2 separate regions of the Mus musculus genome follow, and region 2 is linked to region 1. The links are chromatin contacts, called in public HiChIP or PLAC-seq maps. All regions are on one chromosome and are shown on one strand. Each heading gives the region's core, a stretch centred on a gene start, on an enhancer-like site or on the middle of the called end of the contact. The rest is flanking DNA. Distances are from core to core; before and after follow the strand shown.

Evidence for each region. HiChIP or PLAC-seq counts read pairs in DNA pulled down with a chosen protein or histone mark.
Region 2: a contact with region 1 is called in an H3K27ac HiChIP or PLAC-seq map of heart atrium, with 8 read pairs. The contact joins two enhancer-like sites. A contact is called at or near these places in 8 of 39 promoter capture datasets (cranial neural crest, embryonic stem cells, hematopoietic stem and progenitor cells and 4 more), 4 of 15 datasets of contacts at CTCF or cohesin (the NIH/3T3 cell line, embryonic stem cells and pro-B cells), 57 of 484 Hi-C or Micro-C datasets (the AML12 cell line, B cells, the BV-2 cell line and 26 more), 11 of 115 datasets of contacts at active chromatin or transcription factors (the HPC-7 cell line, bone marrow-derived macrophages, cardiomyocytes and 5 more) and 3 of 9 other capture datasets (adipose tissue, liver and pancreatic islet).

The regions. Positions count from the first base shown.
Region 1 is chr5:65,414,360-65,418,783 of GRCm38.p6, reverse strand. It overlaps Ugdh (UDP-glucose dehydrogenase), which reads left to right. Exons shown (of 12, transcript NM_009466.2): 8 at 176-306; 9 at 1,140-1,273; 10 at 1,672-1,763; 11 at 1,849-1,959. Among named protein-coding and RNA genes, the nearest start is that of Ugdh, 19 kb to the left of the region's middle. RefSeq lists an enhancer at 2,212-3,809. Within about 2 kb of position 2,988, at least 121 of the 459 cell types and tissues checked have an H3K27ac peak or open chromatin away from gene starts, as enhancers often do. A contact at or near this core is called in adipose tissue, granulosa cells and heart atrium, where this site is marked.
Region 2 is chr5:65,456,441-65,461,285 of GRCm38.p6, reverse strand. Smim14 (small integral membrane protein 14) reads left to right here. Exons shown (of 5, transcript NM_133697.4): 3 at 714-762. Among named protein-coding and RNA genes, the nearest start is that of Ugdh, 23 kb to the right of the region's middle. Within about 2 kb of position 3,220, at least 115 of the 459 cell types and tissues checked have an H3K27ac peak or open chromatin away from gene starts, as enhancers often do. A contact at or near this core is called in adipose tissue, granulosa cells and heart atrium, where this site is marked.

The sequences.
Region 1 (4,424 bases), core at 1,739-4,238:
TGGCAATTGGTGGATTTCTAATTTTTAGATTTAAATCTAAATAACAGTGTTAGGTAAACTTTGTCATTAATATGTAAGCTGTATATTTGTATCGTAGAATTTGTTATAAAACCACATGTATGTCCTAGACTACACTTTTATGAGCCAATATTGTAAATTATACATCTATTTTCAGGTCATAGACATGAATGACTACCAGAGGAGGAGGTTTGCATCACGGATCATAGATAGCCTGTTTAATACAGTGACCGATAAGAAGATAGCTATCTTGGGGTTTGCATTCAAAAAGGATACTGGTGATACCAGGTACCTGTTTTTTAAAACATTTAGAAAAATATGTGTGTGTGCTTGTGTGTGTGTGGGGGGGGTTGTTTGTTAATTTTTCTGATACTTACCAAATACAGTATTAATCTTGGGAGGTAGAGGTAGAGACAAGCAGATCTCTGTGAGCTGGAGTCCAGCCTGGTCTACATAGCCAGTTCCAGGCCAGCCAGGATGGCGTGGTGAGGAGTGTTTGTGCGTGAGTGCACAGGGTGTGGCAGTCAGAGAACAAGGCGGAGTGGGGACCCCCCTTCCATAGTGGGGTCCACTTTGTCCTGCTAATTATCTCACTGGCTCACTTGAAAACATGTCAGGGCCAGAAGTGCATAAAAGCACTTGCTTCTAAGCCTTCATGGGATTCAACACACACATACACACACACACACACACACACACACACAAAAATACATGTAAAAAAAAAAAACCCATAAAAACCCTCTGAAGGTATGGAAACTTTCATCTTATCCTTGTATTTCAGTTAGCATAAATGAATGGAAGCACATATATGTATACGTGTTTTCTATAGTATTTTATTCTCCATCATATAAAGATGCCAGGCGTGGGCTGTCAGTATGGTGTCATAATAAGCAGAAGAGGACCTGTGTGTCTCCTTTTTCTCTCTGTGAGCCCTAGTGTGTGTGTGTGTGTGTGTGCGCGCGCGTGCGCGTGCGTGTGCGTGTGTGTGCGTGTGTGTGGCATGACAATAAAAAAGCATCTGTATCCTCTCCAATTAAGCTTAACCAGAACTTACCCATCTCTTAAATTCCCTGTTATTAGAATATGCCCTTTCAAACAATACTGATTTGTTTGTCCTTCAGAGAATCCTCCAGTATCTACATTAGCAAGTACCTGATGGACGAGGGTGCACACCTCCACATATATGATCCAAAAGTACCCAGGGAACAAATAGTGGTGGACCTTTCTCATCCGGGTGTCTCAGCGGATGACCAAGGTAGGGTTGACTCTCCCACAAAGCCTTTGGGTGAAACCCACACAGCTGGCTTGTCTTTGAATGAACCCTTTATTTAGTAGTTGTTTTGCTGTCACTTCTTGCCAGGGCTTTGCCTTGTTTCTCTAAAATTAACTCTTAGCTACTGTGTTCTCAGCTTTGAGCTGACATCATCAGCTGTGCTTTAATCTGGTAGGTTTTGCAGGAGCCAGGGATACAGCTGAGTGGTATCCACAAAGCCCCAGACATCCCAGGAAATACTTGTGAAGAAAGTGTGGGGTTGCTCCTGGCTCCCACTTCCCATTCATTCACTGTCAGACACTCCTTCTACAGTGTTAAAACACGTAACTTCCCGTGCCTCGTTTGTGTCTCATCTCTCTTGGTCGTTGCTGTTTTTATAGTGTCCAGACTGGTGACCATTTCCAAGGACCCATACGAAGCGTGTGATGGCGCCCATGCCCTCGTTATCTGCACTGAGTGGGACATGTTTAAGGTGATGTAGAGGCATTCCAGTGCAAACACAAGTTGGGTCTGTGTCTACATGTGTGTCCTAATTATTCACTGGTACATCTACACAGGAACTGGATTACGAACGGATTCATAAAAAAATGCTGAAGCCAGCCTTTATCTTTGATGGTCGGCGTGTCCTGGATGGGCTCCACAGTGAGCTACAGACCATTGGCTTCCAGGTAATCAGGATTCTAAGCCGGCTGTTTTGCTTGTTTGGTTTGGTCTGGTTATCATTATTTTGTTTTAGTTATTATTGTGTGTGTATATGCATGACTTTGGGTGGGGCATATGTGGAGGTCAGAGGACAACTTTGTAGAGTCAGTTCGCCCACCCCTTCCTTCTCCTGTCACAGGGCTTCGGGCTTGGGCAGAAGTACCTTTACCCTCTGAGCCACCTCAGTGCCCACCCAGACGATCTGTGAACCCATTGATGGGTTTCAAAGCGTCACATTTTCTAAGTTAGCAGTAGGACAGTAAGATAACCAGGACAAGAGGCCTGTTCTCTGCAAAGTCTGGGTTGTTCGTTTGTAACCTAAGGTTGGTGTCCTTTACTTGGCAGTAGAAGGGTATCAGGTGCCTATCATACGGAAACAGTGTGTGCCCTATCGTAAAGGTGAAGAAGACCCACTGTGGTTCCATGGTGCACTCTTGTTATGCACAGCTGAGCTTTACCCCAGTGAAGCCTGGGTGAGGGGTGGGGTTTGACTGTGGGTGGCCTCTGAGGAACTGCTTCACCTGGAACAACACTGTCATCCTCCTGTGAGAATAGCTACCATCCACCTCGCCGGGTACCCAGGCTCGTGGCCGGCCTGGTGTTGCTCCCGTACCTTTCAGACACTCAGCCCTGCCTGTGCCGTGAGAAGTCTGAGGGAACAATGTGGGCCTTAGGAGCCCTGTCTGCATTCGCATTCATTCATGTGGAGCTGGGGAGCTGGCAGAACAGGCCCAGAGCAGAGCATCTGTGTGTCACCGGTCTTTGCTGCACCAGGGCTCTGCAAGTACTAGCGAGTTGTTACTTGCAGCCTCCTGCAGCCGTGTGGACGGCGGAGAGGCTCCTGGCAGAGTAATTTAGGGAAGACGAAGAACAGTTGGTGGAGGAGGGCCGCCGCCGCCAGCATGGCGCCAAACTGAGCTTCAGCACGGCCTTAGCACTGGCTTAGCGGCAGCGCCAGGAAGGCCTTATCTGCTCACCACAAAGACTGGTCTGCTTTCTTTAACCTCTCACTCACTCGCTAGAGGGCCTTTTCTCTGCCGTTTGTTTGTGAGATACGAGGTCTCAGCAGAGTCAGCTGGCAACTCTGTTAACTCCTTGGAAACTCCCCCATCTTACTCTCCTTAGCGAGCAAGTGAGCAGCAGGGCTGCTTTTCCCTGGTTTTGATTTAAACTTTGGAGTGTTGTTTTTTAAATGTTATTTCCAAGACAAATATAGAAAGATAAATATTTTTAAAAGTTTTAGCTGGGTGCATACCTTTAATCCCAGGTCTTGGGAGACAGAGACAGTTGGATCCCTGAGTTTCAGGCCAGCCTGGTCTATCTATGTAGTGAGTTCCAGGACAGCTACAGAAAACCTGTCACAACAACTAACTAACTAACTAACTAACTAACTAACTAACTCAATGCCTGGAGAAATGGCTCTGCTCTTGCACAGGACCCTTCCAGCACCCACATGGTGAGTCACAGACATCTCTAACTCCAGTTCTAGGTAATTAGGGGTCCTCTTCTTGTCTCCAAGGATACCAGCCACATACACAGTGTACATATATATATGCACATATAGGCATATAAAAATGAATGATCCTGGGGCTGGAGAGATGGCTCAGCGGTTAAGAGCACTGACTGCTCTTCCAGAGGTCCTGAGTTCAATTCCCAGCAACCACATGGTGGCTCACAACCATCTGTAATGGGATTAGATGCCCTCTTCTAGTGTGTCTGAGGACAGCAACAGTGTATTCACATACATGAAATAAACAAATAAATATAAAAAAAAAAAAAAGAATGATCCTGAGTTCTTTGAAAACTTAACTCCCCAGTAAGATTTTTTTTTTAATTGAATTCAGCTGGGTTTGGTAGCGCCCTTCTCCACTTGTGCACTTGGGAGGCAGAAGCAGGGTGACCAGGAGTGCAAGGTCACCTCTGCTGCATAGGTAGCTCCAGGCCTGCCTCAAAGATAAAATAGGAAATGGGAGCCCTAACTCAGGGAGAGTATGTAAGTCACTCGGTAAGAAAATAGACTACTGTAAATAAAGCAGGCATCCCTTGTAGTGTGAGTCAGATGAAAGAATTAACTTTTAATTCAAACGAGATATAGAAATAGAATAGTATGTTTATCTCTACTAGAGAAAAGATAAATTTACACTGGTAAGGGGTGGTGTGGACTGGAGAGGTGGCTCGGACTTTAAGAGTACTCACTGCTCTTCAGGAGGCCCTGATTTCAGTTCCTAGTATGTGCACATATAGGCAAACCCTCGTATGTATGTATGTATGTATGTATGATCTACATAGTGAGTTCCAGGACAGCTAGAGAAAACCTGTTACCAAAAAAAAAAAAAAAGATAAGGCAGCTCACAACTGTCTGAGCCCCTCTGGTGTACGGACGTACATGCCAACTACCCGGATACATAAAAGGTGAGGTGCTTGTGTCTTT
Region 2 (4,845 bases), core at 1,971-4,470, 42 kb before region 1:
CCCTTGGTAAGCAGGTAATTTCCTGTCCCCATGAGAAGAACTGAAGCTCGGAGGGGTCAGGTAACCTGCCTGCCCAAGCCTTGAAACACGAGAGTGGTGCCTAACCTGTCATTGTGTGGCACCCGTGCCTAGCCAGCTCAGCAGTTGTTCTGCAGGCTGCTGTGCAGTTGCAGGGTGGGTTACTGAATATGTAAGAGGGTGTCATTCAAGAGACCAAGCTGAAAAGTTACTGCTCTTCACTCCAGCCTTGGGGAGGTAGAGACAAGGAGGATTGGAGTTTATGGTCATCTGCTATGTTTGAGGCTAGCATGGCCTACATGAGAACCAATCACAAAATAAAGGGCCTACAGAGATGGCTCAGCAGGTTAAGCGCACTGGCTGCTCTTCCAGAGGACTGGACCTGGTTCATTTCCTAACACACACGTAGTAGCTTACAACCTTTGTAACTCAGATGCCCAGTCCTGACCTCTGTTGGGCACCAGGCATATATGTGGTGCACAGACAAACCTGCAGGCAAAATAAAAGATTTGCTTGTTTATTATGTGGTGCTAGTAATTACATGCAGGGCTGCATGCATGCTGAGCTAGCTCCAGTGCTGTATTCTGTCGATCCACCCGGCACCTACCCACCCCGTGCCCCCCAACCCCCATCACAGTCTGGTTGCCCTGCCGTGTTGGTGGGTCGGTGGCTAACTCTCCTCTCTGTTGCTGCAGCTCCGGCAGTCCCAGTCCTACTGCACCGACACAGAGTGCCTTCGGGAGTGTAAGTACCAGCGGCGGGCGGCAGGAGGGTGGGCCTGGGGCACAACACGCAAAACCCGTTCATGTAGCCAAGGCTGGCCCTGAACCTCTGATTGTATGACCTCCACCTCCCAAGGTGCTAGGATGTTAATCGTTTATCATCATGCCTGATTAGTTTATTTTAAGGAAAGTGGTTCTCCAGTGTATACTTGGTGCGTGATAGACTCAAAAGTGTTTTGTCTGCCTCAAATGCGGTTATGGGCTCCTCAAGGAAGACTCACTCCCACAACTCTTGCTGCCATGGTGGTAGTACATGCCTGAAATCCCACGTGGAAGGAAGGCTGAGGCAGGAGAATGGTGCATTCTAGGCTATCTTGTGCTACATGTCAAGACCCCATGTTAAAAAAAAAAACAGCACAACTCTTCCTTTATAACTTCTTCAGCTAAAAAAATAAGTTAGTGGGAGACCAATAGGGCTTAAAGGGGTTCTAGGCTTCCAAGGGCAGAGTGTGGGAGGGAATGCATGAGAGGGAATTTGTGAAGGAAACTTACAGTTTTCTACTGTACATCTCTGTCTTCAGTAAAGAATTTATATTTCATCTTTAGACAGAAAGGCCTGTTCATGGGAGTTTGCCTTTAGTTTGCTATTTCTAAATTGCTTCCAGCACAAAAAGTTGTTTTTTTGTTTTGTTTTGTTGTGTTTTGTTTTTAATTGAAAAGCATACTTGGGGCATTCTGAAGTCTCCTGCACACACGGAGAGCTTTGGTTGTGGGTTATGTTGTTGTCACTTACAGTGGTCCTGGTTTTCTAACCTTGGGTCTTGCTCAGACTGAGCAAGTATTCCATAGCTGCCCTACATTTCCAGCCCCAGATTACATTTATTAATAGGTCAGTGTTTATATTTAGCATCAGGCGCAAGTGTGCGTGTGCTCTCTCCTCTCCCTCCCTTCTCTCTCTGTATGTGCTTGTGTGTGTGTGTGCTTGTGTGTGTGTGTTTATGCAGGTCCTCTCAATTCTGCTATTTTAGCATATATGAAATCCCAGATTTGACCTCCAGCACTAAATATACCAATATACATATGTATATATACATATCTATATATACAGACCTGCACACCTATAATCCCAGCACTGAGGAGGCAAAGGCTGAAAGGGTCAGAAGTGCCAGGTCAGTTCCTTGCTACTCAGTAAGTTAGAGGCCAGCCAGGCATACATGAGATCTTGTCTCCAAAAAAAATCATTTCCTCAGTTATTCATAGAACCAACTTCTGGAGAGGTCTAAAACAATGTAAACATAAGCTAAAAGGATAAATGGTAGAGAAGTATTTATGTTCCTCTCTGCAGACTTTATTTAAGCTTTGACATCAGTCAGTGAATATAGTTTGGATTTTTAAGTTCTAAGTTTTGATTCTCTTGCATGTTTGTTAAAGGCACCAATAGTTTTTCTCTTTGATAATTCTCTGCCACTTTATATTATTTGTTTTTATTGAAACTTAACTTTTGGCCTACATCTCTCTCTGTCTCTCTCTCTCTCTCTCCCCCTCTCTCCCTCCCTCCCCCTCCCTCTCTCTCTCCCTCTCCCTCTCTCTCTGTTTCAAGACAGGGTTTCTCTGTGTGGCCCTGGCTGTCCTAGAACTCACTCTGTAGGCCAGGCTGTCCTAAAACTCAGAAATCTGCCTGCCTCTGCCTCCCAAGTGCTGGGATTAAAGGCGTGCGCCACCACTGCCCAGCTATTTATTTGTTCAATTACTTATTTATCTTGAGACTGTGTCTCTATAGTCTTGGCTATACTGGAGTCTATTACATAAACATAAACCAGGATGGCCTTTAACTCATAGAGATCTGCCCTCTGCTCCTGCCTCTTGGGCGATAGCATTAAGTTCTGTATCAATATATACAGCTGTATTTATTATGTTGTGATGTGTGTTTGTGTGTGCAGAAGCACCTTTGTGCTGGTGCACATGCCATGTATACACACATGAATATGGATGTCAGGCGTCTACCTCAGATGTCCTTTTTCATAAGCCTTCCACCTTTTTTTTTTTTTTTTTAAAAAAAACAGGGTCTCTAAGTGGGATTTTGGGGCTCTCTGAGTCGGCTCAGCTGCTTGGTCAGCTAGTGATCCCCAGGGAGTGATTCCCCGTCTTCCTTTCCCCAGCACTGGGGTTACAAGTGTGCCCCATGCCCTCCTTCTTCACATGGGTTTTGATTGTTTGCATGACAAGCACTGATTGCTGGAGCTCCCTACCCAGCACAACCCTTGACATAATCTCCTATCTTTTCTGTTTCTAGACAAAGCCTTTGCTTATCTACTCAGAACCTGTAACTGCTCAGGCTTGCAGTTTTCCAACTCTCTAGCTATTATTTCCCCCAGTTCTAACTTTCCAATTACTTTGTCTTCAACCACTCTGTTTTCTTTATCCCCCGGCCTCATGAGCTCATTCGCTGGAGCTGTTCCTTCCCTACACTCCCTTGATGACGTTCTCAAGTCTCATGACTCATGATGTGTGTGCTGGTGACTGTCTTGTGGACATGTCCACTGTGGTGTTTCATAGGCAATCTCAAATCTTCAGAATTGGGCTTCTGGTAGCTCTGTCACGGCTGCTTTTCCTCCTTTGTCTGTTCTGTAAACGACCCTTGGCTCTCAGGCCTGTCCTTTATATCTACCTTCAGGATGTAACCAACACTCTACTTGATAGCACCTCGTTCTGCCTCCTCTCTGTTTACCACCTCATATCTAGGCCATTATAGTAGGGTCTGTTTGTTTGTCTTTCTGTCTATTTGTTTGTTTGCGACAGGGCCTTACCTATTTGTACCCTTGGCTGGTCTAGAACTCACTGTGTACAACAGGCTGACCTTAGATTCACAAAGAATCAGCCTCCCAAGTGGTGGGATTGAAGGCGAGTGCCACCATGCCCAGCCTTGCCTGTTCCTAACTCCCTCCCAGTTTAGCTCCCTGCTGCTGTTATTCATAACACAATTGGCTTGAACAAGTAAGAGTTTGCTTTTGGCTTCTTTTCACCTAAAACTTTTCAGGGGCTTTCTGTTTGAAGCACACTTGAAGGTCCTTGTTCTGACCTGTGAGTCCTATGCTCTGGCTGTGACTGGCTGCTTCTGCGACTAAGTCTCTCTGGTCTCCACGTCTTGCCTGGCTTCTGAACCTCACTCCAGTTGCAGGAGTCAGCAGTAAACACATCCCATTGGCTCCTGACTAAGATTGCTTCCAGCTGCCTCTCACTCTGCGTTTGCTATATAAAAAAACAATTTGGTTGTATGAGGGGGTGGGGGTGGGGAGCCAAGCTCAGATCTTCAGGCTTGGAGGCGGTGCTTTTAGCTGCAAAGCCTTGTCCTGCTGGCTTCACTCTATCTACATTTTGTGGACACTTTTCCCTTCTCAGTGGTACCACCCTCTGCTGTCCCGTGTCCAGCCATTATGTATGTAGAGACTGTCTTACTTGGACATCTATGTCAGTCTTGGTTCTCAGCTCGGTGAAGGCAGGGGCACTTGGAGGCAGACCCTTCTCCCTTCCAGATCCCCAGCATCACGGCAGTGATCTCCCTCCCTCCCTATTTCCCAGTCTAGATCTAAACCCTGCCGCTTTGGCACCTTCCTCTAGCCCCTGCATTTTATAGTTACCAGTGGACATGGCTATTTCATTACAAAAGGTGGCCATCTGAAGAACAAGTCTAGGTTTTTCATACAACCACTTTTAAAGGCAGTTCAGAGGTTTGTCTGAACATGAAGAACGTTTTAGGGCTTTGTAGAATATTTTTCAAAAACTGTTGTTTCTTTTGGTGCTACAGATCAAACCCAAGTCCTCAATGCACACTAGGCCAGTGCTCCACCACCGAACTGCACGTTAGCCTGTCTCTGTGGTCTCACTGTGTGCCTAGTGGTCTCAGTGTGTGCCTAGGCTGGCCTCAAACTCACTACCTAGCTCAGGATGGCCTTGTCCTGCCTGGCCCACTGTTCCTGACCCCCTCAAATTTATGTGTTTAATGCCTCAGCAGCATTCTTTCCATCTCTGCCTGCTGCTGCTGTCTGTTGCTGCCTGCTGCTGCTGCTGCAGCACTAATTGTGTCCTCTTCGCCTGCTGTTTTGTT